Regions from separate parts of the Triticum aestivum genome. Here region 1 is linked to region 2. Evidence: chromatin contacts called from public Hi-C data. All regions are on one chromosome and are shown on one strand. The core of a region is the stretch at or near the end of the contact, and the rest is flanking DNA. Distances in the headings are between cores, read along the strand shown.

Region 1 (3,902 bases), core at 212-2,711, 720 kb after region 2:
TTTAAAAAATGCATGATTAACATTTTTCAAATACAAGATTAGCATTTTTTTAATACATGGTCAACAAATTTTTATACACATTTTCAACATTTTTTTAACACAAGATTAACAATTTTTTAACACATGGTCAACATTTTTCTATGCACATGTAACATTGTTATAATGCTTGAATAAGATTTTTCAAATTCGATTTTTTAATACATGGTCAACATTTTTTCTATACACATTTAACAATTCTCATGGTTGATTAATATTTTTCAAATACTTGTTCAACATTTTTTTTGAATGCTTGATTAACATTTTTTATACATGATAAAAAAATTCAATGTTTTTCTAATACATGATCAACAATTTTTCTATACGCATTGAATATTTTTCTAAATGCTTGATTAACATTTTTTAAATACTTTTAAATATTTTTCAAATACTTCTTCAACATTTTCAAATACTTTTTTAATATTTTTCAAATGTTTTTTGTAGAGTGTTTCTTTTAATTTTTATATTTATAATTTTTTAGTACAAAATTAAAGCAAAATACGAAAAGAGAAAATGTAAAAAAGGGGAAAAAGAAGGTTGTGGCCTCCCACGCCCCTGGGCCGGCCCATCTTGTTCTCCCCTTCAGCTAGGTTTCCTTCCAGGGAGCCCCCCCCTTTCCTCCTCCCCACCCACACACTTTTTTGATCTTGAGGGCGGCATGATGGCGTCGAGGGGTGTTTGGCAGTTGCAGAAGCTTGTGGCGAAGTACTGCGATTAGGGAGGGAGCAACAGGGGAATCAGGTACCCTTCATCATGCCGATAAGAGCCGATTTCACCGCTAGACAGACCCTAGCGATTTGATCTGTCCTGCTTTGATGCGTTAACAAGTTTAGATCCGGGAGGGGAGATCTGAATTACTCGCTCTATTAATTGAGTTGGATTGGTCTGTTGACTGTGCAGACCATGCATAAGGTACTTGATGTCTGACACTTTGCGCAAAGTCAGTTTGTGCATGGAAAAAATTAGCTGTAAAGACCTTCCTTAAATGTGTTATGGTTAGTATACCTTGTTATCTGTTTTTTTTTCTGAAAGGTGCTAGTAGTGTGTTTCGCGTGAAGAACATGGAATCTAGTTTTAAAGATCTCGATGAGAGGGATCCAACAGTGAAAACGGTTTGAGATTTGGACGCATGGTTTAGGAGATAAAATATTTTGAATAAACGGATCTACAAAAAAAGGAAAAACTCTTAGGTTGCGACAAATGACGCAAATGCAGCACCCCACTTGTCGCAACTTGAGAAGATGAAAGTGATCTTTAAAAGGAGTACTCCTTAATTAGTAATTTCGAGTGTACGCGCCAGCTCGCTATTTGGCGACCTACGCGCCAAATAGGAGTGGCCCAGCCGCACAGGCCCGGAAACTGCTAGCTAATGGGTAATATGGGCAATTCTAAAAAAAAAGGTAAATATGGGCCGGATATTGTTTCTCGGTGCGTTGGGCCCTAACCGGAGCGTCGTCCTCCAACCCACAGGACAGACTCCGCCGCCGCCCCCTCCCCTCTCCTCCCTTTCCTCCTCCCCAGTCCCCACCCACGCACTTGCTCGTTTGCGTTGATCCTGAGGGCGGCGTGATGGCGCTGAGGGGCGTTTGGCAGCTGCAGAAGCTTGTGGTGAACTACTGCGACTGGGGAGGGAGCAGCAGGGGAATCAGGTAACTTTCATCATGCCGATAAGAGCCGATTTCACCACTAGGCAGACCCTAGCGATTTGATCTGTGCTGCTTTGATGCGGTAACAAGTTTAGATTCGGTAGGGGAGACCGGACTTGCTCGTTCTGTTGATTGAGTTGGAGTAATCTGTTGATTGTGCAGACCGACACTTTGCACAAAGTCAGTTTCTGCATGGAAAAAATTATTGTAAAGATCTTCCTTAAATTAAATGTGTTATACTCCCCCCGTTCCCTAATATAAGACCTTTTAGCTTTTTCTTGGTTCGTATGTATCTACACACATTTTAGTATGTATGTTCACTCATTTTAGTATGTATGCAATCAAACTTGACCAATGTAGAGTTGTGTAGACTGGCAACATGGAAATGATTTCGACAAAATTGTAAGCAGAAGTAGGGATGGGTTATCTTTCCTCGTGGACACAATTGTGCATGTTGAGCATCGCGTTTGTATTATGTAATCCACATGATGCCATTGAAAAATAGCTCGCTGAATTACTGGAAATGGAGAAATTTTGTTTAGAAGAAACAGTTCAGTTACAGTTTAAGCCAATAGTTATTTGCTGGTTGTGCTGTAAATGAAGCTCGGGATTTTGGATTCTTGAACATAAGTTTATTCTCAATTTCACATATTATCCTCTTTCCCTGTGGATTGGTAGGCTATACTTTAAGCATTAGTTGTATGACTTTGCAGCTTAAATATTGCTTGTATCAATATCTTTGCTGTCAGGATTCAGTGCCTGAACACTTGAATCTTTCAATGCCTGCTCCTTCACATCTAGCACTCCTTGGAATTGTAGGGCTTTTATGGAGTCACATCTTCCAGCTTTGAAGGAAAAGAATCCCCAGTTAGAGGTAGTGACACAGCTTGTCCGTGGTCAGCATCCTAACTTGAAGGGCATTTACAGTAAGATCTTCATTTCCTTTTGACCATCATAGTGTTATATCACGAGTTATATGGCAACTGTATTGCTTATTACGGTGTTACTTTCTGATAGTTGTTTAGATCTTTGTGTTGGTACTGACCAAATGCATGCAACAACAACAACAACAACAACAACAAAGCCTTTAGTCCCAAGCAAGTTGGGGTAGGCTAGAGGTGAAACCCATAAGATCATGGAGTTAGTTATTTTTCATGCAGTCTCTTGCAGTCAAGCACTGTAGTTTACACTTGCCATATTTAGTTGAAAATTGCAGCACTGCGACATTTGTAACTGTTTCTTCCATGCGCTTAAGTACTTGTGATGAATTTAACTTGCTCAACAGCCCAAAGGTGAACTCACATGGTTTAAGCATGACAGGGTTAACTTTGCGCCCTTTGTATGAATAGATATTCTTTAGGAAATGTTGGCTTGTTTTGTTTGTGGGGTGCGCTTGTTCTATGCAAGTACATCCATCTCGGCTGTTCATTCATCAAATTCCATGGAATGCATTTCACAAATTGTAGTAATTTCTTCCACTTTTGTAATGTTTAGCCCCACGATAATTCCATTCCATTGCACTAGCCAAACCAAATCTGATGTTGCAGCAGGACTTACGGCATTACGCAGGCCAAACAACCATATAGATTCTGTTCGGCTGTTGTAGGAGTTACGGCATTACGCAGGCCAAACAACCATATAGATTCTGTTAGGCTGTTGTTGGAGGAGTTACGGCATTACGCAGGCCAAACAACCATATAGATTATGTTCTTCTGTTGTAGGAGGAGATTACTTATTAGGATATTTTTCATAAAATGCCCACCCAAATACTGGCATGACAGGAAATATCACTCCCTAACTCACTGACAAAATGACAAGGCCCACTCACATGTCAGCAAGACACGATTCATATCAAAAGACCATCCATGTTAGTTTTGATGAACTCATGGCTACATGTGCTTGCTTTGTGATTATTATTTGATATTTATGCAACATTATTCTTGTGCAGAAAACCATAACGAGAGAGTGGTTTGTGTCAGAAATTTAGCACCTGAGGACATCATGTTGCAAGCTAGTAGGCTAAGGTGTTCTCTGGGAAGGAAAGTGGTGAAGCTGAGAACCAGACACGTGATGAAACGGCCAAGTGTCCAGGGGACATGGACGACGGAACTGAAGATGTGAGTCAAAGTTCTAAGACGCCACGCGTCAAAAAAAGTTCTGAGACGGGCTGTTGCAGTGTTCCTTTTTAACTGTTTGAGATCTATGGGAAGAACTCTGTGC
Region 2 (3,515 bases), core at 563-3,062:
ACGACTAACCAATATCTTCATATGAAATCAGAAATCTAGAAGGTTTACCTCCACAGGATAATAGTACAATGAACTCTTCAGAAGCATTCAACTATTTCCCTGGTCAACCAAATTTGTGCTCATCAAATAATGTTCCCCGTCATATGAATAACATGCTAAGTTGCTATTATTACATCAGTATCATCTCCATCGGGTGTGCTTTCAGCAGGGTGACGAACTCTTTGGCAATCCTCAGGCGGCAGCCGTCCAAACCGAGCCATTTTCTCAGTTAACCCGGCAATAGATTCTTCCCGGTTGGCAAGCTGCATAAGTATCTTGATTCTTCTAAATGAAACGCTGCTGGGTTTCTGCCCCAAATCAGTAATTTGATGGAAGCACCTCTCAGCCTCCTCCAGCTTCCCCTCGTCACATAACAGGTCAAACAAAACATCTGACACCAAGGTGAATGACCCAAACCCGTTCTCGACCATATCACCCCACAGCTCTAGTGCTTCTGCCACCTTACCATGCCGATGACATAACCTAATGATAAACATGCAAGACTGTGTGTTGGGGAAGCATCTTTCAGACCGCATCCGCTCATACAACAGCCACGCGCTACCAATGTCATACGCCCAGTAATAGAACCGGAAGAAAAGGTTATATGTCGTTGCATTCGGCATCAGTCCCCTCGATGCCATTTCGTCCGTCAACGCAAACGCATCACCAAGCCTCTTCGCTATAACAAAGTTCCGTATTGTGGCATTGTACGCCGCCACATCCGGGTGACATCCGAGCTCACGCATCTCCTTCAGCAGGTCTCTAGCCTTGTCAGGCTGGCCAACAAGTCCCAATCCGCCAATCAAACTCGTATAGGTGATGACATCGGGGGCAATTTCATTCCCCCGCATTTCATCGAGCAGCTTATAGGCCTTCTCCACGCCTCGGTTCTTGCAGTGGCAATCAATCAAAGAGTTGTAGGTGACCAAGTCAGGATCAATGCCGTGCTCTCGCATCTCTGCGAAGAACGCATCGGCATCCTCCGAAGACTTCCACCCAGAGAGCAGGATGTTGAAGGTATGGCGGTTCACCTGGAACTCGTGCTTGTGCGCGTGGTAGACGTTGCGCGCGTCGGACATGCTCTTCTCCTGGCAGAGCGTGCGGAGCAGCGCGTTGAAGAGGTCGGCCGACTCGGTGCCCTCGCGGCCGCGGAAGAGCCGCAAGAGGCGGCGGAAGGAGGCAACGGTCTCGCGAACGGAGCAGATCTTGGCGACGCGGCCGAGGACGACCATGGCGGTGCGCGCGGTGATGGAGTCGGGGCAGAGCCGGTGGATGGACTGGACTAGGTCCCACATGTGGGAGAAGCGGCGGGCGCGGCCGAGCACGTAGAGGGCCGTGTCGAGCGCGTAGGGGGAGGGCGCGACGCCGCAGCGGTCGGCGGCGAGCGAGAGGAGCGAGAGCGCGCGGAGTGGATCGCCGTGGGCGAAGCGGAAGCGGCGGAGGACGAGGTCGAGGAGCGGCGCCGAGAGCGGGACGGCGGAGGCGGAGAGCGCGGACTCCATGGCCGACGGCGTGGGCGCGGCCGTGACGATTTGGTAGACCGAGTCGGCGTCGGCCTCGGAGGCCGTGGCCTCGCCGGCGGCGGGGGCCGCGGGCAGCGGGGACGGCGGCGGCCTCCGGGGCGAGGAGATGTACTGGAACACCCGCCTCGCCGGCTTGGGCGGCATCTCTGGGAGGTGGGCGGCGTTTGTCGGAGGTTTTGGGGAGGGTTTTGGCGGCGTCGGCGCGGGGCGAGCGGCATGGAGGCTGCAGCCTGCAGCTTGGAAGGGGAATGCAAAGAGGGATGGTGCGTGCCGTGCGGTCGCAGCAGGAGCGGGCCGGCTCGAACAGTGTGATGGGCTAGAGTGGAATCTGAGTATTCACTTCGTGGCTCCTCACTTGGGCCATTGGGCTACGACCACTACGACCCAATACCACAACGACGTCCAGTCTCTTGCAAACATTCCGTAACAAAAAAGGCCGACACTACGCATGGCCGCACACGGCACACCATCTTTGTCTTTAAGATTGTCTATAAAAAAAATGTCTTTACGAAAAGCTGCGAGACATCTGCATTGGAAAATCTTTGCAACATGAACTACTTTCATGTTTTCACGTGATTTCATTGCCGAGGAGTAAAATATTCTAATAGGTAACCCGTGATTTACCTGATCATATTAATTTATACGTGTAAATAAATAGGATTATGTATTTAGTGAACACTTGTTTTGTAAGCACTTATTTATTTATTTTGCGGGGTAGAAGGGAGTTTTATTGCATTGTCACAGTGTTACAATCGAGAGGCCAAAGATCCTCAATATAAGGTGGAACCGAGTGAACCCACACAGCCGTGGTTCGCTCGGTGCGGCTATATTGCCAACCAATCTACTACACTATTCTGACTACAATGTAATTTCTGAGGTAAAAACTCCCTTTCCTTCATCAACTCTTTAATCTCCGGGATCAGATGCCCATATGCTGATTTGGTGAGGCCATCAGTAGCCAACACTCAGAGGCCAATCGCCGAGTCGGACTGCACAACCACCGGAAGTATTGTGTGTTGGATGGCCAAAGCCATACCCTGCATGATAGCATGGATCTCCGCCTCCAAAGCGTCATTCCAGTTAAACATAGAGCGATAAGCCGCCAACAGTACCGTAACTGACCCATCCCTCAACACGATTTCGGTCGCTGCCGAACCATCTGCTTCCCGGAAGGATCCATCAATGGATAGTGCGACAGTCCCCGGCCCAGGAGCCGGCCATGGTGGTGCTGGCTGTTTGTACTATGTGTCGATCATCTGTTCCGAGACCGGCATTTTTTGCTTTTAGTATTTCTTCCATGGTAAAGCGACTAGCGAGCCAAATAGACTTGTAATAACTGTCCAGATAGTCCATTGTTGCCCCCACCGATGGTACATCCTTGACATGTGAGCAATCATTCCGCAACTGCCTACACCATAGCAGCATGATCACCATATCTCGAACCTGATCTGAGCATTGAGTGAGCAGCCTTGCCGGTATTGATCAGCAGTCTATCCGACGGGAGAGGCCATCTTGCGCGCATGTTTATCCACAGAGTACGCGCATGATCACATGTGATTAAGGCATGGAATTCATTCTCCTCCTCAACACCACATAGTGGGCAAGTAGATCGCTTAGAGACATGTCTGTATTTTTTGCACGTCGCAGTCGGCAAGGCCCCGGTCACCACCTTCCAAACCGCTATCTTCATCTTCTGTGGCGCCGATGCTTTCCATACGCAGTTCCAAATTGATCTCCTGCCATTTGGTGCTTCTGAAGATGATCCTCCTGCAAAGGCTGCATCATGAGCACTTGTAGCCAATTTATAGGCACTTTTTACTAAAAACCGCCCATTCTTCTCCGGGAACCAGGAGATAAAATCGCAACGCTGCCTTGGGGACGTTCTTATTTTCAGAATGTGATCAATGTCCATCTGCCAAAAGTGTTGCGTCAGCCTATCCAGCCGCCATGTAC

What was found. A called contact is a pair of places that touch in the nucleus more often than the background predicts.
Region 1: a contact with region 2 is called in a Hi-C map of leaf, with 7 times the contacts expected there. The contact joins the promoter of LOC123093050 here to the promoter of LOC123093042 in region 2. A contact is called at or near these places in 3 of 5 Hi-C or Micro-C datasets (all in leaf).

Annotation. Positions count from the first base shown.
Region 1 is chr4B:519,297,939-519,301,840 of IWGSC CS RefSeq v2.1, forward strand. LOC123093050 (54S ribosomal protein L51, mitochondrial) reads left to right here and starts at 1,462. Exons shown (of 3, transcript XM_044514929.1): 1 at 1,462-1,685; 2 at 2,502-2,608; 3 at 3,631-3,902. The coding sequence starts at 1,606. The coding sequence ends at 3,803.
Region 2 is chr4B:518,580,971-518,584,485 of IWGSC CS RefSeq v2.1, forward strand. LOC123093042 (putative pentatricopeptide repeat-containing protein At1g02420) reads right to left here and starts at 1,813. Exons shown (of 2, transcript XM_044514916.1): 1 at 49-1,813. The coding sequence starts at 1,706. The coding sequence ends at 156.